2 separate regions of the Gossypium raimondii genome follow, and region 2 is linked to region 1. The links are chromatin contacts, called in public Hi-C maps. All regions are on one chromosome and are shown on one strand. The core of a region is the stretch at or near the end of the contact, and the rest is flanking DNA. Distances in the headings are between cores, read along the strand shown.

Region 1 (3,487 bases), core at 665-3,164:
AAAGTTTAGTACACTCAAATTAGAACAACGGTATTTCGCACCATTCCAGCAAACATGCAGCCAAGGCTCCACATGTCCAAAGAATAATCATAGTCCTGTAAATCTATCAGAAGTTCGGGCCCTTTAAAGTACCTAAGAAATAAGGAGAGAAATTAAACTTCCCAAAACTGTATCCAGATTGTTGATGGTACTCTAAACTGAATCCAAATCTGTTTATAGAATTGCTTGGAGAACATATAGGTCTTCCATTATCTAGAAGGTTTTCGTATCCTAAAGAAAGAATCAAAGCTCTCTGACATCCTGATTATTGAAAGCTAATACTCAGAGTCTATAAAAAAGTGAAAGAAAAGACAGATTCACTCTTCAAGGAGTTGAGAAAAAAATTAAATGTATTGCATATCTAAATTCCCCAAGCTCGACTTGTTTAATGAGTTTCATGCTAAATTTTGCATCTATATGCCTGTATTACAAGCCATATTCAATTTCTATAAAGGAAAGAATTTCAAGTACGAGCAAGGAAAACATACAGGTAAAATAATCCCAAACGGATTTCTTTTTCCTTTTCAAACATGGACTAATATATAAGGCTAGTCCTTTTCTAACTAAGATCTTAAAGAAGAAAACTATCTTGAAAATATATAAAGATCTTAAACTATCTTCAAAATATTACCTGGAAGCCACACGGACATTATACTCTTTTCCAGGATGGTAAAACTCGGCAAGTCCCCAATCTATCAAGCGAAGTTTGCGCAGCTCATGATCTATCATGATATTGTGAGGCTTCACATCTCTGTGCATTATTCCATGTGAATGACAGTAATCTAATGCCTACAAAGCAAAGAAATCTTTTCCTATCATCCTATAACGCCAAATGCAACCCAGAAATCCCCCAAAAGCTTAACAAAGCCAGTAATAATTTGGAATTGGATCAAGTAAAGAATAAAAACTACAAACGGTCATGCAACAAAAAATACCATAGAACAGAGTTATATACATAAAAAATTTTGTTACGAGAGGCGTAATTTCACCTTGAGAAGTTCGTATATGTAGTAGCGAATATCATAATCTGTCAAAGTTGGGTAGAGAACTTTGAAATCTGTATTGTTGACGTACTCAAATACCAAGCTAGGCGTCTTGGAGTGCTGATCTCTAACAATATCAAGAAGTTTAATAATATTTGGACCACCACATAGATTCTGAAGGATTTTTATCTCTCTCTTAATCTACCAATAATAACAAAAAATAATGATAGGATTATTGATCATGGCGGCTATGCCTTAAGATTTCATCACATATAAATATAATTGAAGTCTTAACTAGCAACCTTTTTTTTCTCGACAGGTTTGAGGATCTTGATTACACAGCGTTCATTGTTATTGACATTTTTACCCTCGAAAACCTCACTGTATTTACCCCTTCCAACTTTCCGAATAACCTCATAACCATCTTGATCCCTAATACAGAACCGAATATAACCGAAACGATATCAATTTATGCTCATTGATGAACCGAATCGGATTTTCATTAGAAAAATTGCAGAAAATGCTTAAGGTTAGTAACATTAGAAGATTCTAACTTTAAGCAAATTACATAATCTTCAATTCAGATTAGCTGATGTGACTTGGTTTAAAAATTGATTAAAGGAAATTCGAGAACAACCTAATCAACGATCGATTTAAAAAATTTACCCCCATTGAACAGTGAGGGACTCGTAATCCCAATACTCCTTGGGACGAAGGACATTGACGTCAGAATAAACGCGAGATTTGGACATGACTTGCCAGCGATAAGGGCTGGAGATCTTGTCGATCTCACGGTTAATGGAACAGTAGTGGGCGAGCAGAGGGCGGGAAGCGAAGATGGCAAAAAATAGCAAGAGGTGGAGTAAGATTGGTGGGTTGGTGGTGGTGCGTCGGGCATAATTCGTTCACTCAAGCCAAGCCAAGCCAAGCCAAGCCAAGCCAAGCCAGCCCATTTATTTGAATGGTGATTCGGCTAAGTTTTGGTTTTGGAGAGAAATGGGAGTAGGGAGGGGAGTTAGGGCCTTTGCTTGCTTAGCCGAGCTGAGCTGCTGGGATCTAACCTATTTTGATATTGAGACCACCGGATGTTTATCTCCTAAAAGAACAAAATATCTCTCCATTTTGATATGAGCAAATTAGTTTCCTCTTTAAAAGAATAGCTGGTCAATTTTGAAGGAAAGCAATTATAAGGTAAACTACACATATAATCTCGTCCAATTAAAAAATCGATTATCTTGACCATTACTGTTAAAATCATAAATAACGAGATGTTACCCTCAACTATTTTTACGTATTATATCATAATTGATTGCAAATGAAGATTTGTCCTGCTAGTGAAGTTAAATCTGAACTGATTGCTCTTAGAAACTCCAATGAAGCAGAGAAAGCTGATGAACAAGCCATTGGGGATAATTTGATAACAAAATTGGAAGGGGCTTTAAGCAATGTTGTCGTGCGAAGGGGACTCCATGCTGGGGTGGCGGTTCAGGTTGCGTAACAGTTTTCGGGTATCATTACTGTTATGTATTTCAGCCCAACAATAATTCAGTTCGCTGGATTTGCTTCAAACAAGATAGCATTGGTGCTTTCTCTCGTCATGTCTACTCTCAATGCTGTCATCTCTATGTCTGGTATCATTTCTTTCAAGTTGTTGCTGTTGCTGCAGTAGAAAATCAGCAGAGACGGAGAGGGAGAGGGACGGTGGTAGGAAGGGACGGGATGGGGAGGGTTTTTATTTTATTTTATTTAATATTAATATTAATATTAATATAAAATTTAAAGGGAATAATTTCCCTTATGATATCCTATCAACTAAAGTTTTTTTACTATCAATAAAATTTTGCCACATTATCAAATTTTAAAGATATGAAATTATTATTATACATTTATCTATAGAGAATTTATTTTATAGACCATTCTCACCACATTATTTATGGTCCATTTCCAATTATTAAACCACATTTCAACAATTTTTTTTCATGTCTTTGGCACATAATTTTGATAATTTTTTTACTTCGAACCCTAAATTCAAAACCTAAAATCTCAAACACTTGAACCCTAAACACAAACCATAAACCTCAAAGTTTTGAATGCTAAACCCTAAACATGTGACCCTATACTCTTAAACCCTAAATATAAACCTTAAATCTCCAACCCAAACCCTAACCTCGAGGTTCGAGGTTCAAAGTTTAAGGTTCATGATTCGAGTTTAAGGTTTAAGGTTCTGAGTTTAGTGTTCATGACAAAATAATTACCAAATTATGTGTCAATAATATGGAAAAATATTACACAAAATTACTATTTTTTTAAAATTGGTTGCACAAAATTAAAAAAAATTAACTTACGGAAAATATGTCTGTTTATAATTTAAAATTACTTATTTGAAGGAATTTAATTAAAGTTCAATTAAGTTGGAGAAGATATTAGATATAGATGAATGCATAATAATATTTTGTTATCTTTAA
Region 2 (3,487 bases), core at 669-3,168, 130 kb after region 1:
GGTCGGGGGAACCGAGCATGATTATTATCTTGCCAGTTGAAGTTAGAATAGTTTCTTCATTGAAGGTTGTAAGTGTTATAGTACGAAGAATGAATGGGTTTTTTGAATGTTTCCACAACATTCGCTTGATCATGCAACATTTGTTTGAAAAATGAAATGTTTGGACATTCAACAGTAGAATGTTCCATGATTTCACAAATACCACAAATTTATTCAGTTTTTACCGACTTAACTTCTTGTACTTTTTCTAAGCTCCATGGCTTTAACCTTTCTAGGTAAACTAACCATCCTAGCACCCATAAGCCCAAAAACATTTTCCTATGTGACCACTTTGATCAACTTAAAATACATAAATGAATCCAGGATTTTTTATTGCACGTTCTTTGAAGTAGTTGTATAACCTCTGTGCATCCCCTCCTTCAATAAGCTACTTTCTTTTATTTCTTAGATAATTTTAAATATCAACTTGTGTACAATTAATATTGTAATGACTAGTAGAATTTTTAGTTAAATATGATACTTATACTTAAAGTTCGTGACTGTATTTATTTTTAAACTATCTTATAATCTATTTTTCTTTTGACTTACTTCAAACCCATCATCGCTTTGCCCAATTTGCACATTTTGCATCATATTTTACCATCTTTTTTTTTTTACCAATAACCTTCACCAGAGCAAGTGATCTGCTCAAATTAAACATATTTATATAAAACTTTTGCTATTATTATAGAATTGGGAAAACATATGGATGCTGCCGTTTGAAATATATATTATTTCAAAATCTTTAAGCCAGATATTAAACATAAATCTCGTATTAAGTAAACCTACAAAAAAGACAGGAAAACACGAATTTTAAATTTTATTTAGTCCAACAGGTTGAAAAAGACCAACAATTTGACAGTAAGATTCTCTGCCCAAAAGATTCCTTCACTCTACCAAAATTAAAACAGCAGATTTGAACTCTGTGTATAGTAAAATAGAAAACATTTTGTTTAAATTGTCAAATAAAAATACGACAATGAGAGACTTAAAATTGCCTTTCAAACTCATTATTCCTCTCCAGCTGGGTTCTCATACCCACTTAATTATTGATTCATCCATGTCTTTCACAAAAATAGTTTTTATACAAAATTTAAACCTTTAGAAGGGTATTGCCCACTTCATATCTTTATGTAATAATTAAAAATATATGCTTGGATTTTTATTTTTATTTAGTTTAATAACGATCAATTTTCCTGTTTAATAGTTTTTTCAATTTTAGATGATAAGTTTAATTATGGTGGCCTTGGACTTATTGTTATTATTTCTACCAAACCTTTCTTCAAAATTGGCATGAAATCCCATCGTCAGCTTACGTAGATGAGTAGCCAATGATATTCTTTCTTTTATTATTACTGTATGTAAACTCTGGGACCAGGATGAGTCTGAAAATTACGGACTTTTCCTTATTTACTTGTTTACTTGTATCAGTGGTGCTTCATTGCTTTGCTTTGGTTTTTCATCGGTTATCTAAATTTGGGAGTTAAAATTTTCCTTCTTTTTTCATATTAATTTTATCCAGTATTGATTAGCTATACAAACTTGCACGTTATAGCCAAGTACTTTCATCAAATATTATGCTTAAAATGGCATGGCCTGCTTTTGGTGTCCCACCCTTTTAATATTTTTCTATTTTAACTTTAAAAAGCTAAAAATTAACAATATTAAATGTTTTGTTAAAATATATAAAAACTTGATATATTTATTTTCTATTTATCCTAACCAATATGTAATTTTTTTAGAAAAATATTAATTTAAATAGATGATATTAATATTTATTGAGGAGTTGAAAATGTTGTACCAACGGCTCTCTTTTGGATCGAGATGTACGTATTTCTTCATGTTAAAAAAGAAAGAAAAAGTATTAGGTTAAAAAAACTCATGACTTGGAGGTTTTACGGATTTTTCGATGTTCTCTATGTCTCTAGTTTTTATTTCAAAGTGTTGGATCTTGGAGCACGTTTCTATGAGATTCCAAGTTGGTAGTCGAAACCCAAGTTGTAGGGCAACGAGGAGAGCAGTTTGAGTTTGTGGAAGGAGATGAAGGCGGCCATTGACATTGACAAAGCCAAGGAGAAGCATTGATGTCTCTTTCAAGCTCCGTACTCTCTCCTTATCTATTATTTAAATCACTTATTATTGAGGCACTCTTTCTTTGCTGTTAAAAAAGATTCCTCATCTAACTTACTACTCTCACGGACCACTTCCAAGCTTCTTCCTATATATGCTTTTTTATATTTTCATTAATCAGCTTTCTTCTTTTTCTATATAGCTGCTTTTATACTCATTATTTCTCAGTTTCTTCTCAAATGGGTCACTTCGTTAACCTTTTAGTTTTCCTGTCATTTTCTCTAAGCTTCTGTTTGTTTCCTGGCACAGTATCAGCTCAACTAAGACAAAATTTCTATGCTAATTCTTGCTCAAATGTAGAAGCGATTGTTAGAGGTGAAGTGGCCAAGAAATTCAGCCAAACTTTCGTCACAGTTCCTGCCACTCTCCGTCTCTTCTTCCATGATTGCTTTGTCCAGGTTTTTTTCCAACACTTTTTTTTTTTCTGAAGATTACCCTTTTCTCCATTTCGCTTAAAATGTATCAACCTTTGATCGCAAGTGCATTTATTGTTTCTAACAGGGATGTGATGCTTCGGTTATGATTGCATCTACCGGTAGCAACAAAGCTGAAAAAGATCACCCTGATAACCTGTCGTTAGCCGGAGATGGATTTGACACCGTCATCAAAGCTAAAGCAGCGGTTGATGCGGTTCCAAGTTGCAGAAATAAGGTGTCTTGTGCTGATATCTTGGCTTTGGCTACCCGTGATGTTATTGCTATGGTATGGTTCGTTCCTATTTCTTTGATATTACCACAATGATTGTTTGACGTTGTTGCAGATATGTTAGTGAATGTGATCTGATTATAATTACAGTCTGGTGGACCTTCTTATGCTGTTGAATTGGGGAGATTGGATGGGTTAAGCTCGACAGCTGCTAGTGTCAATGGAAAGCTTCCTCACCCAACTTTCAACTTGAATCAGCTTAATTCGCTTTTTGCAGCAAATGGACTCAGCCAAACTGACATGATTGCTCTATCAGGTCTTATTATTACCACAACTTCAATGTCTGCATTTCCAACATAAGCTTCCCATGTTAAAAGGCTCTCATTGGTTTTATGTTTTTGCAGCGGCACACACTCTTGGATTCTCACATTGCGACAAGTTTTCCAACAGAATATACAATTTTAGCCGTCAAAATGCAGTGGACCCAACGCTCAATAAGGACTATGCTACTCAACTTCAACAAATGTGCCCCAGGAATGTGGACCCAAGGATAGCCATCAACATGGACCCAAACACACCCAGGACATTTGACAATGTCTACTTCCAGAACTTGCAGAAAGGGCAGGGCCTTTTCACCTCCGACCAGGTTTTATTCACGGACACAAGGTCTAGA

What was found. Hi-C and Micro-C count contacts between places; a contact is called where the count stands out from the background.
Region 2: a Hi-C map of leaf shows a contact between it and region 1, with 2.9 times the contacts expected there. The contact joins the promoter of LOC105763418 here to the promoter of LOC105763414 in region 1. A contact is called at or near these places in 2 of 2 Hi-C or Micro-C datasets (both in leaf).

The regions. Positions count from the first base shown.
Region 1 is chr12:15,897,049-15,900,535 of ASM2569854v1, forward strand. It overlaps LOC105763414 (casein kinase II subunit alpha-2), which reads right to left and starts at 1,915. Exons shown (of 10, transcript XM_012581649.2): 1 at 1,689-1,915; 2 at 1,325-1,454; 3 at 1,029-1,223; 4 at 671-828; 5 at 42-132. The coding sequence starts at 1,774.
Region 2 is chr12:16,031,704-16,035,190 of ASM2569854v1, forward strand. It overlaps LOC105763418 (peroxidase 51), which reads left to right and starts at 1,919. Exons shown (of 4, transcript XM_012581654.2): 1 at 1,919-2,567; 2 at 2,671-2,871; 3 at 2,965-3,130; 4 at 3,219-3,487. The coding sequence starts at 2,349.